2 separate regions of the Macaca mulatta genome follow, and region 1 is linked to region 2. The links are chromatin contacts, called in public Micro-C maps. All regions are on one chromosome and are shown on one strand. Each heading gives the region's core, a stretch centred on a gene start, on an enhancer-like site or on the middle of the called end of the contact. The rest is flanking DNA. Distances are from core to core; before and after follow the strand shown.

What was found. A called contact is a pair of places that touch in the nucleus more often than the background predicts.
Region 1: a contact with region 2 is called in a Micro-C map of CD4 T cells, with 9 times the contacts expected there. The contact joins the enhancer-like site here to the promoter of RNF20 in region 2. A contact is called at or near these places in 11 of 14 Hi-C or Micro-C datasets (CD4 T cells, blood, cortical neurons and 6 more).

What each region holds. Positions count from the first base shown.
Region 1 is chr15:56,923,873-56,929,782 of T2T-MMU8v2.0, forward strand. No RefSeq gene overlaps it. Among named protein-coding and RNA genes, the nearest start is that of ALDOB, 23 kb to the right of the region's middle. Within about 2 kb of position 1,814, at least 6 of the 40 cell types and tissues checked have an H3K27ac peak or open chromatin away from gene starts, as enhancers often do. A contact at or near this core is called in CD4 T cells, where this site is marked.
Region 2 is chr15:56,840,467-56,845,787 of T2T-MMU8v2.0, forward strand. RNF20 (ring finger protein 20) reads right to left here and starts at 1,966. Exons shown (of 20, transcript NM_001261573.1): 1 at 1,935-1,966; 2 at 321-475. The coding sequence starts at 449.

The DNA of each region.
Region 1 (5,910 bases), core at 564-3,063, 83 kb after region 2:
AAAATCGAGTGTAGCATTCCAGGCAGAAAGCACAGCAAGTAGCATAAGTTCCTGAGGTGGACATAGCTTGGCCTGTTTAAGGAGCAATAAGATCAGTATGGCTGGGGTACAAAGAGAAAGAGGGAGTGATCAGAGATGAAGTGGGAGAAGGAAGCTCTTTTAGGTCACAGTTAGGAGCTGGCATTTTATTCTCAGTGTGATGGGAAGTTATTGGAGAGTGACAAGTTTCTGAACCCCCCACTGAGATGCAGAAGAAACATCTTCTGAGCACAATATTGACATCAGTAGTCTTATCTAATCTCCTCTACTGCAAGCCGTTAGATTCCCTCTATTGACCACAAAAGATAAAAGTACAAAGAACACTATACCGTGCTAGAAATCAATGAAAAGGATCAGTCACATGCTACAGACAGGAATTTTTGCAGGATGCAATACAAATGGGATTAGTTTGAAAAAAATGGCCAGTTCTATCTATTACAACACAGTCACAAGAAGGAACAGCTAACCAAGAAGTGGACCCTAGCAGAACTCACCTGTTTACTCAGGGGCTAGGGTCAGAGATGAGGGTGAAGCAAGAGATGATCTCGGGGTATATCTGGACCCCCCCAACAACTCTGGAACAGTTTACTTGATACCGGAAGTCATACCAAGCAGGATTCTTCAGTGTTATTTACTGCCAACTTGCCTTCAACAAGGATAAATATGACTGGCAAATATCCAGGGTGCTACCTTGGCTGGTATCTAACAAGGCAAACCTTGCTATGCAAAGAATAAAGGCATAGACCCAGCTCCATTCTAATAACACAGCAAACAAAAAATGAAGCTCTTTAGTATACAAGTGAATTTCCTAGCCACAAGTACCTCAGGAACTGGTGGTTTCCACACTATCCCCAGTTTGATGCCCAAAGTAGCAAAGAAAAACAACTTAAAAATCAAAATTGTCTATATATCTTTCATTTAGACATCACAAAAACTCTGAGAGATTACATTGTAACTTTCCATGTGAGGCAATCAGAAACTATCCTAAGCTGACTTCTTTAAGAGTGTGCAAATGGGAGCATTTATAGGTGATACAGAGATAAAAAAGAAGAGCATCGATCTATCAGAGAAATATCTTCCCATGAAATACAGTTGCTACAACAAGAGAAATTTTAGAAAATTCCAAATCAAGTGTTTTTGCCAGATTCAAGAGGACTTAGAGCCAGGTGTGTGGCTCATGCTTGTAATCCCAATGCTTTGGGAGGCTGAAGTTGGAGGATCGCTTGAGCCCAGGAGTAAGAGGCTGCAGTGAGCCATGATCACACCACTGCACTGGGTGACAGAGCAAGACCTTGTCTAAAAAAACAAAAAACAAACTTCAAGAGGACCTCAAAACTTCAAATCGAGAGTACATAGTCATGAAACATTAATAAAAAAAAAATCTAGAACCATCTGTTGGTTGTAGTGAGTATGATAAGCCTGTCTGGGTCAAATTTCTTAATCCTATCCTGCCACCTCCTTTCAATACCTTGAAAAATGCCACCGTTGAGAGTATGTGCACAAGTGACAAGTTATGGTCCCGAATCATGATCTCATCTATCCTTGTGAGCTAGGCTGGACTGAATGTCTTGAGCCCAAATGAGTCCTCTTCCTGCCCATGGGGCTTCCTTCACTCTGGTTCTTCCTTAGTCCTCTAAGTGGTGAGAGCAAAGTTTTTAACTGGGAGGGATAACCCAATGTCTTTCCATAGCACCAGCTTCACGGGAGCAAAGGAAGAAGCCATTCAATAGAAAAGACATACCTAAAAAGAGAGAACTCCAAGACCAAGTGGCACTGAAGCATTTATCCTAACCCGGTTCTACATCTGTATCTACACCCTTCTCACTGGAAGTACTGACTTCATTGAGATACCAAAGCAGAAAGCCTTGAGCTCCCCCTAGAGGACGAAGCATGTAGTCAGTATTTCCCGATCCGAGCTCTCTGTAGGCTTCACAAGTCTTGCCTCCCCTTCTCTGGAAGAGGCACGGGCGCCCCTCTTACTGCCTTGGGAACACCTCTTTACAGCACTTACCGCGCTGTGTTATTTGTTACAACTCATCATTCCCTTACACATGTGAACCTCTTGACGGCAATCAGACTGTCATTAGGTTTTCTCGTCTATCTCTTAAAATGGTGTCTGGTGCAAAGCGGGCCCTCAGCAACTGTGTTTGTTAGGGAAATGAAAGCATTCACAAGAAACAAAAAATATTAGCATTCCTGGAATGTTAATATTTTATCTTTCAGTGCTCAGTTATTTCTCCTGCTGTCTTTTCTACTTCTTTACTCCATCACATATTATAACTAGCAACTTACATAGCCCTTGTTCATGCAATATGACACTGAATCCTGCAATTCTATGGGAATAGAATTTCCCTTTTGCCCTTACTAGGAAAGAAAACTGATACTCAAACAGGTGAAGTGAGCTGCTTAAGGTCACATAGCCAGGAAGTATTAGAACAAAGAAACAAAGCCAGGTTTTTCTGACCAGATTTCATGATCGACTAGGTGACTTTACTGTGTTCCTTTGGATTTCTACCAGCTTTAGCCTTAGTTTGTCTGCAGCAGCCACACATGCACACTGCATACACACTATACGCACAGGCACACTGCACATAAATTAGCGAAATGAAGATAACAACTTCTGGCTCTCCCTTCTTCCTGCTTTTATAAAACAATCACTGATTGTAAAGCATTCAAACAATATACTCATTCTCAAGCTTGATTGCACATTGAATCATCTGGGTGATTTTAAAAATTACTAGAACCTGGGTTCACTTCCAGTAGTTCTGACTTAATTAGTCTAGAGTGGGCTAAGCATTCAGATTTTTCATATGTTGTTAATGTACTAAGTTGAGAACCACTGCAATACAGAAAACTGTAAATAATTTTTTTTTTAAATCTGTAATTCCTTGGCCAGGCACAGTGGCTCATGCCTGTAATTCCAGCACTTTGGGAGGCCGAGGCCAGTGGATCACTTGAGGTCAGGAGTTCAAGACCAGCCCAGCCAACATCGTAAAACCCTGTCTCTACTAAAAAATACAAAAATTAGCTGGGCGTGGTAGCGCGCGCCTGTAATCCCAGCTGCTCAGGAGGCTGAGGCAGGAGAATTGCTTGAACCCAGGAGACGGAGGTTGCAGTGAGCCGAGATCATGCCACTGCATTCCAGCCTGGGCAATAGAGCAAGACTCAGTCTCAAAAAAAAAATATATATATATATATAATTCCACCACTCTGAGATGCTGACCACTATAGTTAATATTTTGGTAATTTCTCTTCTCTTTGCATAGAAGCATACATCCAGTGTTACAAAACAGGGATAACATACATGTGGTTTTGTAACTTAGTTTCTTTACCTGCACCCTTCTCCTCACCTGTATGTGTGTGTATGTCTGTATGTCTGTAGTGCGTACTTATATGTACACTTTAATGGCCTTATAGTATTTCACTGTATAAAGGTAATACAATCACTTAAAATCTCCTCCAGATATATAGATAGATGATAGATAGATTTTCTGTTAAAATAATTACTTCAGTAAACACCCTTTGTATATACTATTAAGCCACCAGGCTTGTTATAGCATCATTATTTATCTAATCTGATTTACAAGTTATTACAACATTTTCTCCTCACCAATAAATTAAGAAAAGTGAGAGAGGATGCAAGGAGGAAAAAAAAAAAGATATGAAAGGCAAGTCCAGGAAACAGAAAACCCATCTCTCTTACATATTTTCTGGGCTTATTTTGGACACATATTAGAATTATGCCCTTTGTTTGAAACCAGGGACGACCCATTTCCCAACCCTGATTTCCTTGGAGCCCTTTTTCTGTAGCCCAGGGAGGGGTGAACAAGAAGCAGCACACCATAAAAAAGGATGAGTTTGTGTCCTTTGTAGGGACATGGATGCAGCTGGAAACCATCATTCTCAGCAAACTATCGCAAGAACAGAAAACCAAACACCGCATGTTCTCACTCATAGGTGGGAACTGAACAATGAGATCACTTGGACTCTGGAAGGGGAACATCACACACTGGGGCCTATTATGGGGAGGGGAGGGGGGAGGGATGGCATTGGGATTTATACCTGATGTAAATGATGAGTTGATGGGTGCTGATGAGTTGATGGGTGCTGATGAGTTGATGGATGCAGCACACCAACATGGCACAAGTATACATATGTAACAAACCTGCACTTTGTGCACATGTACCCTAGAACTTAAAGTAAAGAAGAAGAAGAAGAAGAAGAAGAAGAAGAAGAAGAAGAAGAAGAAGAAGAAGAAGAAGGAGGAGGAGGAGGAGGAGGAGGAGGAGGAGGAGGAGGAGGAGGAGGAGGAGGAGGAGGAGGAGGAGGAGGAAGAAGAAGAAGAAGAAGAAGAAGAAGAAGAAGAAGAAGAAGAAGAAGAAGAAGAAGAAGAAGAAGAAGAAGAAGAAGAAGAAGAAGAAGAAGTAGTATATATTCCAGAGGCAGGGTCTCAGCAGGGTGTTCATCAGCCACAAGAGGTCACTAGGGGGATTAACAAAACCCTCTGCTTCTCTGAGCAAACTCTCCCAGGTGAACACACTAGTTTTCAGGATGTGTTGGCAATGGTAGAAATGATAGGAATAGAGTGATCTGACAGGATACTAGAATTCTGAATTTATTGTAGACATTGATTTGCTGCAAGATGTAAAGAAAAACATTTCTTTTCCGAATCACACCAGCGTTGTTTTAGGAGTTATCTTGCCATCATAGAAAAGGAGAGAGAAGTGATTATGCTCATAGGCTTTGGAGCCATAAATACTGAAATCATATCTCATTTCAGTATTACCTTCAGTAAGTTGCATGAGCTTCCGTTTCCTCATCTGGAAAATGTGCACAATGAATGATGATACCTAATAAATGAAATAAGCCTGCAAAATGCTAGGTACATGTTAAAAGCTAAATAAATATTAGTTGGGTTTGTGTCTGTGTTTGATATTGGAGGGGAGATGAGTTTGGTTTGGGGCATTTTGAATTGGACATGCTGTTGAAATATCAAAATAGAGACAATAGCAAGAGCAGAGGGAAACATTTGTGGTCATATACTGCTCATGAGGGTGTTAACTAAACATGGTGACATACTCTCTTTGTTATACAATTGGCAGTACGTTTTGAGAACTAAAAGTGTTTTCGTTAGTCAGGATACAAAGTATATAAAAGGGACCCCAAAATACCACAGCTTAAACTAGGTCATAATTTATTTCAATCTCATTTAACATCCAGTAGACAGGCAGTCCAGGGCTTCCGCCATCCAGAGCTGACTTTGAGGGTTTCTCTTGTGTAGTCACACAGAGCCCTACAATCAGAAGGGTCTGACGTGTAGCTTGATGCTCTGCTGCTGCCATCTTGAAATTCTTCATAATTTCTTCTTTGAATTTGTATTTTGTAAGTCAAATCCAATGGGACAATGAAGCATGAACATAAACAGAGGAATACACACTAGGTGCACCTGTCCTTCCTTTGTGTGACACCTGTCATTCACAGTAGGTATATCATGTCATGCCACCATGTTTGAATGTAGTAACGGCGATGCTCTCTGACCGCAGAATCCCAGTGGATCCACGATGCATGGGAGTTTAGGGAGACTCCAAGTGAGCACAAGTTAAGTGTGTTATGTCTATGACTAAAGAAGGATCTGGGAGAGAGTACTGACAGATCCCAAAAGGCCAAGCTTTCCATTCAAACTAGACTTGCTTCTGTTCCAGAAAGAAAGCAATGGCATTGTAAAAAACATGAACAACCAAGAAACTCCATCACATCCTTTACTACTTGTGCTACTTGCCTGTATCAGCCAGCCACTTCTTTGAAAATGATGACACAGAAAGGGAACAAGGGTAACCTGTAGTTCCTTTTCCTGTCAGTCCTTCCTTACTC
Region 2 (5,321 bases), core at 716-3,215:
ATCTGGTACTGACTTTCTCAGTGAATGCAAAATAAATGTGTATCTTCCTACTGCTAAATACCTATACTTAACGTTGTATCAGGCACCACATTCCCAGATTCTCAAAAGAATGTAAGTACACCTTGAAAACAAACAACAACTGTCAATCTACCTCTCCTCCAGAACTGACTACCACATCATTTTGCCTACTTTCAGCCTGTTTTATCTCCCTCTTCTTTTCAAACAGCTTCCCCACACTCCAGAAAGCTTCCGTGAATTTTTAGTTTCAAGTTGCAACTGACAGAAGAAAAACACACTTTCATAGCACTGTTTCCTCATACCGTTGAAGAGACACCTCCTAGCTTAATTGTTTCCACTGTGGTCCCTGAATCTTCAACAGCTGCCTTCTTCTCAGGAGGCATGGAGGTGCCAGGTTCTCCAGCTGCTCTTTTATTTCCAATTCCTGACATTTTGGCAGCAGATGACAGCGGTTATCCTGACAGAGAAAAAAAAAAAAAAGGCAGAAACTGACATAATATACGTAAGGAAAGCAACAATAGAGTAAAAACTAGAAATTTTTCTGACCAACCCTTTAACCTGGATCCATTAATTCCACAACTATCTCCATATTCCTCTTGGAGGAAAAAAAAATTAAATTGTAGAGTAAAAATCAAGGCGGGTCGGGCGCGGTGGCTCACGCCTGTAATCCCAGCACTTCGGAAGGCCAAGGTGAGCGGATCACGAGGTCAGGAGATCGAGATCATCCTGGCTAACACGGTGAAACCCCCGTCTCTAATAAAAATACCAAAGATTAGCCGAGCGTGGTGGCGGGCGCCTGTAGTCCCAGCTACTCGGGAGGCTGAGGCAGGAGAATGGCGTTAACCCGGGAGTCAGAGCTTGCAATGAGCCGAGATCGCGCCACTGCACTCCAGCCTGGGCGACAGAGCGAGATTCCATCTCAAAAAAAAAAAAAAGTCAAGGCTAAATTTACATGAAAATAAATTTCTAAATAGGATGGTGATAAGAAATGAGACAATGGGCAAAGGGTGAAGAGACCAAAACTAAAGTTCTGGAATCTCCCTTCCTGTAATGCCAAAATCAGAAAAGGGCAGTTTGATTATGCCAGAAGTTAACACTACAGTGTTGGAAGAATCACAGAGCTAAAAGAGATCTGTGAAACGCCTACTCAAGTCATTAATATTAGACAAGTCAGTTATCATCTCTGAGCCTCAGTTTCCTAACCTAGGAATAAATAACCACAGTATACACTTCCTATGCTTATTTTTTTTTTAAAAAAAGGATGATATAATTATAGAAAGAACTTGGCACAATGCCGAACACAAAGTAAGCACTCAGAAACCCCAGCTCTTCTTTTAACCTTTGCAGTGTCTCCCCTATTTCCAAACGCTCTCTCCACTGTTTTGTGCAACCCTACCGAAGTCAGACCTGGGTGTGAATCCCAGTTCTGCCTCTTAGAGGCCGTGTTGCTTTGAAACAGTGAATTCGCCAAGAATTTCAGTTTCCTCAACTGCACAATATTAACGAAAATATTTTTCCTTTGCCCTGCCTACCTCCCAGGGTGCTCAAAGGAGGCGGAATGGATGCTAAAGCACTTTGGCTACTTCAGGAGGCAACCCAGCCATCACCGAGACTAACAAGACTACTCTGCTTTCAATTCAAGCTCCAGAAGAGGACTATCGCTGGCAACAACCTGAGTAGGACCTCGCCTGGAGAGAGAAGTGACAGAAGCAGAACAAGGCTGCAATCCAACTCGCGAAAAGCCAAAGACCTCGGCCTCCGCGTGGATAATTGCAGGCCATGAGACTGACGGCCCCAGAACCGGAGAGGGTGGAGACTCCTGAGGCCCGGCACAGCATGTTGGGCCCCAAGCGGGATCTAACCTAAGTTCTTTGAACTGGCGCTGCGCAGGAATAAAACTCACAGCAGTTACTCACCAAGGCCCGTGCAGCGATTCCAGCGCTCACCCTTGACCCGCGGCGGAGACGGGGCAGAACTTCCGGGAGGCGGGGCCACGGAGAGGAAAAAGGGAAAGAAAAAAGGAAGTCGCTTCAACCCAGCCCACAGGACTATGAGACCCCGCCGGGCGGAAGTGACGTAAGAGGGCTCGAGAAGCTTGAGCAAGCCCCGCCTCTCTAACAACGCTGGGCAAGCGCAGGACCATCTCTTGGCTACTACCTCCAAGAGTATACCCGGGCCTCGCTGATACCCGACGGCGAGCCCTTGACTTTTGTGACTTGTTGACCTTTGCTACTGCGATCTGTTTTTTCTGCTGGGATAAAGTTGCTCATTCTGTTGCTTGTCATTGGGGTTGCTATCACTCGTTCAGACGGCCGATTGGCTGATGGTCCCGTCAATCTCCAGGGAAATTACTAGCCTCAGACAACTCAGAAAATTGTTCGTTGGTGCCCCTTCGTGCTGAAATGAAGAGTTCTGGAGAGAATCTGAGGGATTTGAGGAATTTCAGATCTTGGGGATTTTTCCCCCGCACAGGGAACGGTATTCTGCCCTGTCTACACATTAGAATCGCTTTAGGGAGTTTTGGTCCCTCTAGGGTAGGGCCTGGACAAAAGCTTTTTTAAAAAAGCGTTCCCTTCATTTCCTCCTCCCAAACCCCACATTTCCACCCGCTAGATTCTAATGCGTAAACAGGATTGACAACTACTGCTCTTGTGCTTTTTTGGGAACAAGAAATGGTCCAGGAAAAAGATAAACGCCAATTAGTCTCTGATCTCAGTACTAGTCTATTTTAAGCTAATTAAGCATTGATTTTTTTTTTTAAGTTTATGACAAACTGCTATTTTCCATTCAGTTAAGCTAAATGCGCTTTAATGATAGGACGGTAATTAATCTAACCTATTAATGAAAAGCTGTATGCCTCGCAGAACTGTGATAAACTACCTAATGACGTCAGCTAAGGGTCTAGAAATGGAAGAATGATTGCTATATCTTTTTTTAAAAATAGAATTTAGGCATCTTGGGGAAAAAGAACCTAATCTACACTGGATTTCTGGTAGTGTGAAGACTTTTGTCCCTGTACCTGTTGGGGCTTACCTGTAAATGAAGTAAGATGGTCAACACCAGGAAAACAAGTATTCCTGGTGCCTGGCAGTAGAACACCTTGACTATGTTGGAAAGAATTAACTGGCCCCGAGTGGACTTCACATTTCATTCCGTGAAGCGGGAGCCTGAGAGCATGTGAGTGGGGACCCACCTGCCGAAAAGCATTGTATGAGACAATGACACTCATTCTCTCATCTTCCTTGGTTCCTCTACTCTTAGCAAGCCTTTCATTCATAGAACTACTGAATGGCAAGGAATGGTTTCTCTAGCCCAGAGCTTGTAAACTAGAGGTTCACAGACTGCATTTAGCCAACAGTTATGCTTTGTTTATTTTAGACAGTATTGGCTGTCCTGGGTGGTTAAAAACAAGAACAAAAATGAACTTAGTTGCCAACATTTAAAATATGGCTATTTTACATAAAAATACAAATTATCAGTTTCTCTGGAAAATGTTGACGATCTTGCAACAGAAGGGTTATATTTTTGCATGATCACATTGCTTAGAGCAGAGTAGTGGCTTTTTTTTTTTTTTTTTTTTTTTTCTCGAGACAGAGTCTTACTCGGTTGCCCAGGCTGATAGTGCAGTGGCACGATCTCGGCTCACTGCAAACTCCACCTCACAGGTTCCAGCAATTCCCACGCCTCAGCCTCCCAAGTGGCTGGGACTACAGGCACACGCCACCACACCTGGCTAATTTTTGTGTTTTTAGTAGAGATGGGGTTTCACCATGTTGGCCAGGCTGGTCTCAAACTCCTGACCTCGGGCGATCCACCCACCTCAGCCTCCTAAAGTGCTGGGATTACAGGCGTGAGCCACTGCTACTGGCAATGAGCCATCGCGCTTGGCGTGGCTTCTCTTTTATTAATAGATCGTGTTATTCTTGTTTACCATAATCCCCACTATTCTTTACTGGTTCCTTAGCACTAGTATAGTTTGAGTATCATCACTTGTGTGTTATATTGTGATAAATCAATTGCTGGTACTGTGTCTGGTGGACATTACTGGTGATCTACCCAACATCCATTCACCTTCCCTCACCTTAGCAGAACCAGGATTTTTTTCATGTATCCATGTAGCACTTTGATTCCATAAGTCTTAAGGAAAACTGATTTCACCCCAATCTCCCAGGATTATCTTAAATACTAAGTTCCGTTTCCCAAGCCAAAGTCCTAGTCAGCAATTGACAGTTTAATCAGGGTGAATTTCTTTGAATAGTAGAACTGAAGCAGTTTCTTATCTTCCAGATTTTTTGTGTGAGGCTGAAACTGTTGGAGGCTTCCTGCTACCATTCTTGAGAATGGAGCGACCACACAGGGGTGAGCAGAACAAAGAGAATCTCAGGGAAATGGAGCCACATCAACTGAGTTAGGTCACCCCTAACTTCAACCCACACTTAAGAGTGTTAGAGAAGATTCTATAAAGAAAGCAGACTTTTCTAGTACCTTTCAATTCTTACCATGCAGGTAACCATATTCTCTAGCAACTGGGATATATGTCTTTCTCAAAAGTTCCAATTATGTAACACCTTCACAAGTGTCACAGCTCTCTAGAAAATAAAATCAACTCTGTGTGTGTGTGTGTGTGTGTGTGTGTGTGTGTGTGTGGAGAGAGAGAGAGAGAGAGAGAGATTTGAGAAAGAGAGAGAGAGACACTATAAGGAATTGGCTCACAAGACTGTGGTGGCTGGATAAACCAAAATCCACAAAGCAGGGTTGCAACCTGGAGCCCCAGGAAAGATTTGCAGTTTGAGTCTAAAGGCAGTCTGCTGGCAGAATTCCTTCTTGCTCAGGGGAGGTTAGTCTTTGTTCTGTCAAGGCCCTCAACTGATTGGATGAGGTCTACCTACATTTTGGAGAGTAATCTGCTTTAGTCTACCAATTTAAATATCAATCTCATCCAAAAAAATCCACATTCACAGAATCATCCAGAATAATGTTTCACCAACTATTTGGGCACAGTGGCCCAGCAAAGTTGCCACATAAAATTAACCATCATAGTAGGTAACCATATTCTGCAGCTACTGGTGAGATCTGTCTTTTCTGAAAGCCTCAGTCAGCCATCTGACATCTTCACAGTAGCCTGTCTCATTCTAGAGAATTGGGAAAATAGATGAAGAGGAGGATAGCAGAGATCTCTCTCATTGAACACATTCCCCATTCATTTCTGACCAGCCACTTCTGACTGACCACTTCTGACCATTCACTTCTGTTCACCATCTTAATCAAGAGAAAAAGGAATATCCCTGGAAAAATAAGTTTTT